Regions from separate parts of the Gossypium hirsutum genome. Here region 2 is linked to region 1. A link is a contact called in public Hi-C data. All regions are on one chromosome and are shown on one strand. Each heading gives the region's core, a stretch centred on a gene start, on an enhancer-like site or on the middle of the called end of the contact. The rest is flanking DNA. Distances are from core to core; before and after follow the strand shown.

Region 1 (4,637 bases), core at 1,262-3,761:
AGCATTCACTGTAAAGGCTCTTAACCTCTTCTTTTCTTTTATTATCAGTTACAAACAGATTGGGAGACATAAAGTCACTTTTATTTTAACTTTAAATTGAAAGACGGGAGAAGAAAAGCTTGTGTTACAGGGACAAAAATGAAAAAGCAAAGAATGAAGATTGCCTGGCAGACAGAGATAAATAAAAAATATTTTATGAACCACAATACCTGAGTGAGATCTTGAAGAATTTCCTGATGCCTAGTCAAGGTATGAGAAACCATTTCAGATCCACCAGATGAGACCCAGTCTTGCATTTTCATATTTACTTCTTGTAGCTGTTTTAGTAGTCGGTCGATACCAGATTCAATACCATTCTCTTCCAAGTCATTTTTTATCGAAGCCTTACTGGAGACCAACTTACGATATGAATTCATTTGCTCATCCAACTGAGCTTCGAGTTTCCTTGCCTGCAATAACAGTGCACAAAGTCATTCATTATGCGACTATTACCATTTTAGGATATATCCAATGTCCTTCAGGCAAATAAAAGGTTCTTAACGCCAAAGAAGGTCATTTCAATGGCATAATCTCAATGCCATAAATTTAAGGATGTCAAATTAATTGCCACTAAAATTTGAAAATCTAAATGAAATATTCCGAGAGGAAAATAATGAAGCACCTCTTTCAACAATATTTTGATATTGGTGACTCAAATCATGCTCTTCCAGTCTTAACCTAAAAAGATTATCAGGAAGCATATTGTACCTTGTCTAATGTAAGGTTGATTGTTGAACCAGTTATATAAGCTAGAATGGTAATGCACTGATGCTACGCATGGCAACTAAAACTTACAAAATTCATAACCCAGTTAATTAGATAATGCAGGAAATGAAACATTACAGTTCATTTTCTCCTTATAGAACTTTTTAAAAGAAGTCTATTACAATTTTCAACAAGAAGGCTTATCCACAACCATTAAGGAAGATATGTGATTTTATGCGGGACGACCACTCAAGCAATTTCAGTCTAAAATTAAATTCAATCAGCAAGTTAGAGGAGAAATAACAGCTACATATATGGTTCCTTTAAATTTTGACACAGTTCAAATTCTTAAAGAAAGATAACAATTTTCAATTTTGCTATATCCTTGCAGACTAGGAACCTAATGATTTTCAGGCAAGCCTTCACACCCACCGTCAAATTTCAAACGGAACTCTACATCAAAATATGGACTTACGCAGAAAAGTCATCTATTTATATTTTTTATAAAATCCTGTTTACCTTATTCAGGGAAGGCAATCAATTAACTCTTATCAGCCATCACTCTGATCTACATCAGTTACGATAGCAAACTAATCGAACACTGATATCATCATATTTAACTGAACGACATCATTAGTACCTCGAATTTTAGTTGCCAGCAAGTAATTTGACACAAGGTTAAATTGGATTTAGTTTTATTATATTGCAATATCAACCACACAGAAAATCCAGAAGATAAAGTAAATATTTTAACAAAGAAATACAACATTCGTCTTCATCAATTGCTATAGGAAACTTCCAGCATTTCCTCCTCACAGGTAAACTCCCATTCTCAGCAGAAAAGATAAATTTGGAAAAAAAAAAAACTTCATCTATTTGTAATTAGAGATGAAACTAGATTCACAGACACCATAGACCGGACCATTCATTTAGAGCAAAAAATATGCGAAGGAAAGACAAAACAGAAACACATGAAACCTAGGTTAACTGGTGTCAGATATGAGTATGTGTTAAACAAACTATGCCCATTTGTTCTAAGCTTTTTCATATATTAGGAGAATTATACCCCCACGGCCCACAGATCTCTCAAAATTAAAATGAACAAACAAAATGTGCAACAAGTTTTAGTAAAACAGTAAATCTTAGCTAAATCTCTAATTAGTATAAACAGTTCCAGAGTTGGAAATTAACAAAAAGTTTTAATTTTTCTGTACAAGCAACAAATACATAATCTATATTTGTTTCCCCAATAATATTACCCAAATAGGGGAAAAAACAGGTTCAGTACATTGAATTTCCAGATTTCGATTTCATTTGAACAAATTCCAATAAGAAAACTCAACTACTTCAAAAAAAAATGAAGAAATTTTGAAGATCTGATAGAACAAAAACAAAAAAAAATTCGTTTACTTCATTGAAATTTTCTAAAAATACCAAATAAAGAAACCTGAACTTCCTAAACAATTCACACCAAATTCAATCAAATCTAATAGAATTATATAACCCTAGGTTTTTCCGATGCCAAAATTTCTATATTTTTTCTAATCAAACAGAATCAAAACACACCTGTTTGCGTAGAGCATCCCATGAGACAGGCACTTCCATCGTAATCCACAGATCGATCGCTTAACAAATTCTTCTTCGTTCGATTTTTTTTTTTTCAAAGCCTTCGAAATTTCTTCTCTTTTTTTTTTTAAATTTTTGGAGGATTCTATTTATTTATTTATTTATTTACTTACGAGTTTTTCAACTATTTTGATTTGATATGTACAAACAAATATATATAAAAAAATTAAAAGGAAAAATAATTAAAAAAATATTTGAAGGACTAAAACGCTTCGTTTTGAAGAAGGCTGTAGGTTGAAGGGTTGTTTGGGGACAGGGATAGGTCGTCTGCTCTCTGAACCCAATCCTAACGGCAATTAGGTTCAAAGATTGATTTTAGGTTAAAATTTTCTATTAGTCCCTGTACTTTGCAAAAGTTATAGATTTAGTCCGTATATTTGATTAATTTTAGTCCCCTTGCATTTTGAATTTTGAAATTTTAGTTTTGGCCCAAATAATAACCGTTAAATATGTTTAATTAAATTCAATTGCTAGTCATGTACTATGTATACAGTTGTAGATTTAGCCAATATTCACCAATTAGATCATTTTAAGCCCCTATATTTTTTTTTTAAAATTTTAAAACTCCAATATTAATATAAATGATGGTCGTTAATCCATTGACTGGATTTTTAGTGAGAAATATGTGAAAGTAACAAATTAACATGGCATTATACATATGATAATATGTTTGCCGCATCAAATTTTAGAAATAGCATAACTTAATAAATTTAACAGTTATCATTTGGTGAGGACTGAAATTTTAAATTTTGAAAAGTACAATAACTAAAAATGACCAAATTAAAATATAAAGGCTAAATCCATGATTTTCATAAAAGTATAGGGACTAATGCCAAAATTTAACCTTAATATTATTATTTTTAAAATGCCATTTAAAACTTGAATTTAATAAATGTCATTGATATATAATTATTTGGAGGGTTTATAAAATAAAATTAAAATATACGCATGATGATATTTGAGCTCAAAACATTATTAATATATTTACTTTATCATTTAAAATAAAACCTTATTTATTAATTTATATTAATTTTATAAAAATATTTATTACATAATTTTATTTCTCATCTACATCGTAAAGGGTTTAAAGCGAGTTTTAATAGAATTATTATAATATTTTCTTTTTCTTTCATTACATTCAATAACCACTTAACCAACTATTTGATTTAGGTGGTTGATTTCTGTTTTGGTTAAAATAATTCATTGGGTAAGTTAAAATGATTAGTTATTGATTTAAGCAGGTTAGTTTAATGGTCAGAGTATTCACTGTCTCAAACTGCACTAATCATGTTCCTATTAAGGTTTTTCCCTCTTGTAATTCACCAAAAACAAAATTTTATTTAATATTTTAAATTACACCCCAGACTCTAACTCATCTTTTTTTAATTGAATCACTTCAAACCATCAAAAGTGTCAGTTCATATCTTAGAGAGTTTGATCAAATTGGTTCTTAATTTTGTTAGACCAACTCAGATTGGGTTTCTAAGCTATGAAAGGGAAATTACCCTCCAAAAGAATAGCTGGGTACAAGTTAATATCTAGTCCCTTGAGGAAGAGATAGCCTACTAAATTGATTACTTGGATTCGAGTACGAGTTTCGAATAAAGACATGTGTATCAGAAAATTTTCTAAATTTTTCCATGTATTTTAAGTATCATTCAAATTCATATACTCATATCTTTGTGTCCAACACAGATACTTCAAAAACAATAAAGAGTCCGAACAATACTAATACCTGAAAAGCAAGTAATTCAAAGAGAGATAACAAATGCCTTCCAAATAAGCCATTGTAGCCTAAATTCATCATATCATTGTCATCCAATTCTTTATGGACAGAAGCTATATATATATATAGCTATAAAGTACCTGAAAAGACTGACAATCAATGGAAAATGGGCATTAAGGTCCATGCAATGTTGGCCAATATCCACTAACATAGAACAGATACACAAGGAAAAGGTGGAAGAACAGGGATAAAGATGGACATCTAAGGGAAAGCTTATGCAAACATGTAATCTAAATGCAGGGAACTTTAAAGATTTGGATGGAAACATTCTAACTGTAAAAGTACTATGGAGGCTCTATACTAGGAGCCAGATTGCATTTTGCTCCGTTTACTCAAAAAATGGACAAATTAGCCCTTGTATACTAGATTAAAGAGCAAACTAATCCTTTCTATTAAACATCAGTTTTTAACAGTAAAAATGGATGAAAGTTTTAACAGAATGACACTTTGCTCTTTGATCTAATGTACAATGATTAATTTA
Region 2 (4,867 bases), core at 1,157-3,656, 260 kb before region 1:
AGAACACAAGACCTTATATAAGAAAACTCTACTATAACATCATTTCCATGCTTTTTCAATAATATCAAACTTAAAAATGTATTGAAATCTTGATGTTCTTACCTTGTTCTATTAGTTTCAAACTTTAACTTGATTTTCTCTCTCCTCCAGTTTCTATTTCTTGAATCTAACTTGATATTTTAGCTCCCCACAGTCTCCTTGTTATCTTTCATTCTTGATGGATATGGAAATTCTTTTGATTTATCAGTGAAAATGGTGAGTATTTTGTGAAATGACCAAATTGTAAAGAAAGTAAAACTTTCTTTCTTTCTCTCTTTGCATGGGAAAAATGGTGGGATGGTGGCTTTTTTTTTCTTTCTTTCCACATATATATATACTAAATAAAAATAAAATATCATTAAAAAAATCAAATCAAATATTATAAATTAATATTTATTTATTTATTTATCTAAAATATTTCCAACATCATCATTGCCTTCTAGATTTCTCTCTCCTTCTAATTGACCATTTTGTCCTTCATGATCTTTTAAAATTCCATCATTGAGTCATCACTTAATTTAGTAAAATTACAATTTAGTCCTTCATAATTCTTCACTTATTCAATTTGGTCCTAATTAATCCATTTTCCTTAGTTTCTAGATCATTCCACCCTTAAAATATTTGCACAACTAATCCTTCAACTTTTTTATATTTACACTTTAACCCTCAAATTTTAAATATTTACTCCTGGGTAACAAAACTTTTCTCACTTTTGCGAATTAGTCCTTTCTTGCATTAATATGTCATAATATACTTCCCAATGTTGACATAAATCAAAATTTTGCTTTTTGTCACTTTGTTTCATTATTTTACTATATCAAGTATACTTACTTTCTTACTGTAGTAATTTTCGGGATATTACAAATAATATCTTATTATTTTAAATTATTTTGTTATTTAAATTAAATCAATTTATATTCACATACAATGCACGTGATATTGAATACTAGTTAAAAGGAAATGAGTGACCTAGTGGTGCCTAACAAAGAAAACAATAAGAAAAATAGAGGGCTAAAGATGAGCCTAAGCCTAACTAAGGGTGGGTTTGGATGGGCGATTGGGTGCGGTGCGTTTAGTTTTCTTTTTGTCTCACGCTACAGTATCGCTACAGTGTCTAATCTCACCACCACCGCTGTTTTTACACTAATTGCAAGTAAACGCACCGCCCATCCAAACTCACCCTAAGGCAAACAATAAGAGCACAACCTTAGCTAGCCACCTTGACAAGAAGGGGATGGCATTGAGGTTGAATAATATATATTTATTTTATATATTATAAATGTATTTTAATTAATTTAAAAAATATTAAATTAATTCAAAATTTTTTTACCAAAATCATTTAAAAATTAAAAAATTAGTAACTGATCAAAATAATTAATAATACTGAACTGTTCAAACCGAATTTGACTAAATCGATTAGATTGAATTTTTGGGTTCTAACCAAAATTTCTCTCTTATTTGAAAAATTGACACTAATGGTATATTTTCCATCAAGTCTATTTACCATATTTTTTAGAATCTTAACCAAAATGAGAATAATTCGAAGGACCTATCGAGAAAAGTTTGGATGAACCTTTGCAAGCTTAAATTTCCATTCAAACTAATTATATGCTTGTGGAAGTTCAATAAAGGAGGAACTGAAAAGAAGATCAATCAACTTGACCTTTACAACTCGATTATGGAAGCAAGAGACAAGCAAATATTGATCTTCAAAAGTAGGAAACAAAGTGCTAATAACACTAATTCAACGAAAACATGAGTTAGTGAAAGTATATATATTATTTGAAATCTCTCCCTAACAATTGTTTACCCCAACTTTTAACCACATCAAAGTATTCAAAGAAATATTTTGTTATGATAATATCAATTAGGGGTGAGTATTCGATCGAGCCGAGTAAAAAAAATTCGAGTAAAGTCAAGTCGAGTTAACGAATCCTATTATTTATACTAGTAGACAAAGTATAAGATTATTTAACTACATAAACAATATAATGATTTTGTCTTTTAACTTAATGGTTTTGACTTTTAATTTTAGAAAAGGTAAACATTTATCAAAACGGCGTAGTTTTGTCATTTATTATTTAGATTTTTGGATAACTCGAATTGTGTAATTCATATCAATTCGAGTTAAACTAAAAATTTTGATTTTTTATTCAAGTTGATCTGAATAACTCGATTAACTCAAATAACTCAAATTATTTAGTTCAAAATTTAAATTTTTATTGAGTTTTTTGAATCGAATCGGATTTTACTCACCCTTAATATCAATAGAAGAAGAAAAATTCCCAATAAAAAAAACTATGAAGTGGACAAAAAATAAAAAACCAACAAATTACAATATAAAAATAAACAAAAGGAGTAAAAAAGAATGGGAGAAAATCCAGCCATGATACCCAGCCTGGATGTCAAGCTGGGCTATTACCCAAAAAGAGAGGCGGCTCAGTCCAAACCCTAAACCCCTTTCAATTATCTCCATCTCCCCCCAAACCCTAAAAACAGTTCTCTTTCAATCCCCCCATAGCTATGGCACTCCTTCTCGCCAGATCCAGACGCAGATCCCTCGCCAACCCTTCACTCTTCCACCTTTACTCCACTTCTTCAAATGACCCAAACAACGATGACGCCACCACGAACGGCAACCACACCGCCAATAATCCCCCTTCAGTCTCTTCTTACTTCGGCGATGTCAAAACTGACCAACACCAACAAAGACCCAGAAACCCCACAAATCCTTCGACTCCCAATTCCAAACCTATGTCAGTAAGCGCTTCCTTACTGGAAATCCGTAAGAATCTCTCCGAGTTCCGCCGACGTTCCGCGGTGCCGTCTTCTGCTGAGCCCATTCCTACACCATCACAATCACAACCACATATTTCGTTCCAAGAATTATTCAAACGAAACGCCTTAGCTAAACAAGGGGAGTCCAACGAAAGTCCTGATGGTTTTGGTACTAGTGGGAAACGGGCGATGGAAACTTTAAGGAACAGTCTGCGGCACATGAAACAGAATTCTGAGGCGAATAACAACGTGGAGGGAAGATCAGGTCCATTAATCTCTTTATCGGCATTTAAGAATGATTTAAAGTTGAAGCCTTCAGCTGACAGAGTGGTCTCCCCGGTGATTGGTGGGACTTCGACTGAACTACCGGCCTCGATTTTCGAGAGGGAGATGAAAGGTAAGGCTAAAGGAGGAGAGACTGCAATGAGGACAGAGTTTGTTAGGATGTACGGTTATGAAGAGTTAGGGCAGAGGTTGAAGGAATTACGGCCGCCGGATAAGGAGGGTGGGTTTTCATTGCAGGAGTTGAATGAAAGGTTGATAAAGTTAAGGGCAATCGAAGAGAAGGAAACCGATGTGCGGATCAGTGGGGTTAACTTCACGGATTTAAGGGATGGCTTGTACACTTTGAAGAGGTTTGACGAAGAAAAACAGAAAAATAAATTAGGTAACTTTTCGACTTAACAGTAGACATAAGGTATTTGTGTTTGTTTCAATGACTATTAGGTCAAAGTGATAAAGCACCAAGCTTGACTGTGAATTATGTGAATGATTGTCATAAGCTTGAAGTCTGAGTTCTGTTATGAAATAGGGTTAAAAGAATCTTATAATTCCGTAGTCGGTGGCAATTAGGCGAAAAAGGGAACTTGCTAAGTTCGATTGTCAATAATGTGAATGAATGTCAGACTGGAAGTCTGGGATTTGTTATGAAATGGGAGTAGAAAAGAGCATAAGTGGTAAAGCCCCTTTCTTGAATTAAAAGTTCCTAGTGCAGAGAACTCAAAGATGATTCTTGGTGATTTTTAGTTATGAAGCAGACACTAACTCTGTAGACGGTTTTTGTTTTTTTTAAAGGATAAAAACCTATCTGGTTTCACTAACCAAAGTTATTCTATGGTTTTAAACCAGAAGCTGTGGCAACAGTTTCATTGCAACGAGAAACCTTGAGCACAGTGTTTCGAGTTTCTTTCATGTGTGTTTATTTCTTTGGGGGTTCAAAACTAAAAGATATAATGGCAAATCAAATCATCGATATGGTTAAATCAATGGGATTTATTCTACTCTAAGTTCATTTTCTGGTGTGAAATCTGAGTGAAGGAGATAATTTTGTACAATTTAGGAAATTCAGTTCAAGTGTCTTATTGTCTTAAATTTACTGGTTTCTTTCTGAAGGAAAAATCACTTTATATATGCGGTTAAACCACTATTTGGGGCCTGAACTTGGCAACTTTTCTCACATTGGGGTTAGAACTATTTTTTGTCCAAATTAGTCCTTGAACTTGACAATTATTTCCACATTGGGGCCTGAACTTTAGGGTTTTCAAGGGTTAACTTGGACAAAAAAACGTTGAAGCCCATATGTGGAAACAATTGCCAAGTTTGGGGCCTAACTTGGACAAAAAAAAGTTCCAGCCCTAATGTGGGAAAAGTGATTTAACCCTAAATATGCTCTAGTTTTCTGAAGATTTTGTTTTCTCTGGACTGTGGAGTCCGAGATTCAGTGATTGAATATTGCTAGCACTGAGTGGATCGTATCTGACATCCTCTGTGCTCTGAAAGACGACATGTCTAATATCATATAATACGATGATCTCTTGTTTCAGCCCAGAAAGTTGATATATTGGACCTCTTTGGTAGAACTCCAGAGTTTATGTTGCACCCTCCAAAGGAACAGTTAGTTGAAAAGGCAAGTTTAGTCCCTTCTCTTTCCTCCTATGCACATTTCTTGTCGATAGAATTGGAAATATGAAACTTAAGTACTATTTGATGCTTGCTTTCTTTTTTATGCGAACATTTTTTATTCGATACACTTTTCTAAAGTTTTAAGGTG

Evidence for each region. A called contact is a pair of places that touch in the nucleus more often than the background predicts.
Region 2: a Hi-C map of leaf shows a contact between it and region 1, with 2.3 times the contacts expected there. The contact joins the promoter of LOC121218634 here to the promoter of LOC107962413 in region 1. A contact is called at or near these places in 2 of 34 Hi-C or Micro-C datasets (hypocotyl and leaf).

The regions. Positions count from the first base shown.
Region 1 is chrD06:63,684,401-63,689,037 of Gossypium_hirsutum_v2.1, reverse strand. LOC107962413 (Golgi SNAP receptor complex member 1-1) reads right to left here and starts at 2,511. Exons shown (of 5, transcript XM_016898797.2): 1 at 2,311-2,511; 2 at 210-449. The coding sequence starts at 2,349.
Region 2 is chrD06:63,940,671-63,945,537 of Gossypium_hirsutum_v2.1, reverse strand. LOC121218634 reads left to right here and starts at 2,406. Exons shown (of 5, transcript XM_041096173.1): 1 at 2,406-3,484; 2 at 4,641-4,723. The coding sequence starts at 2,563.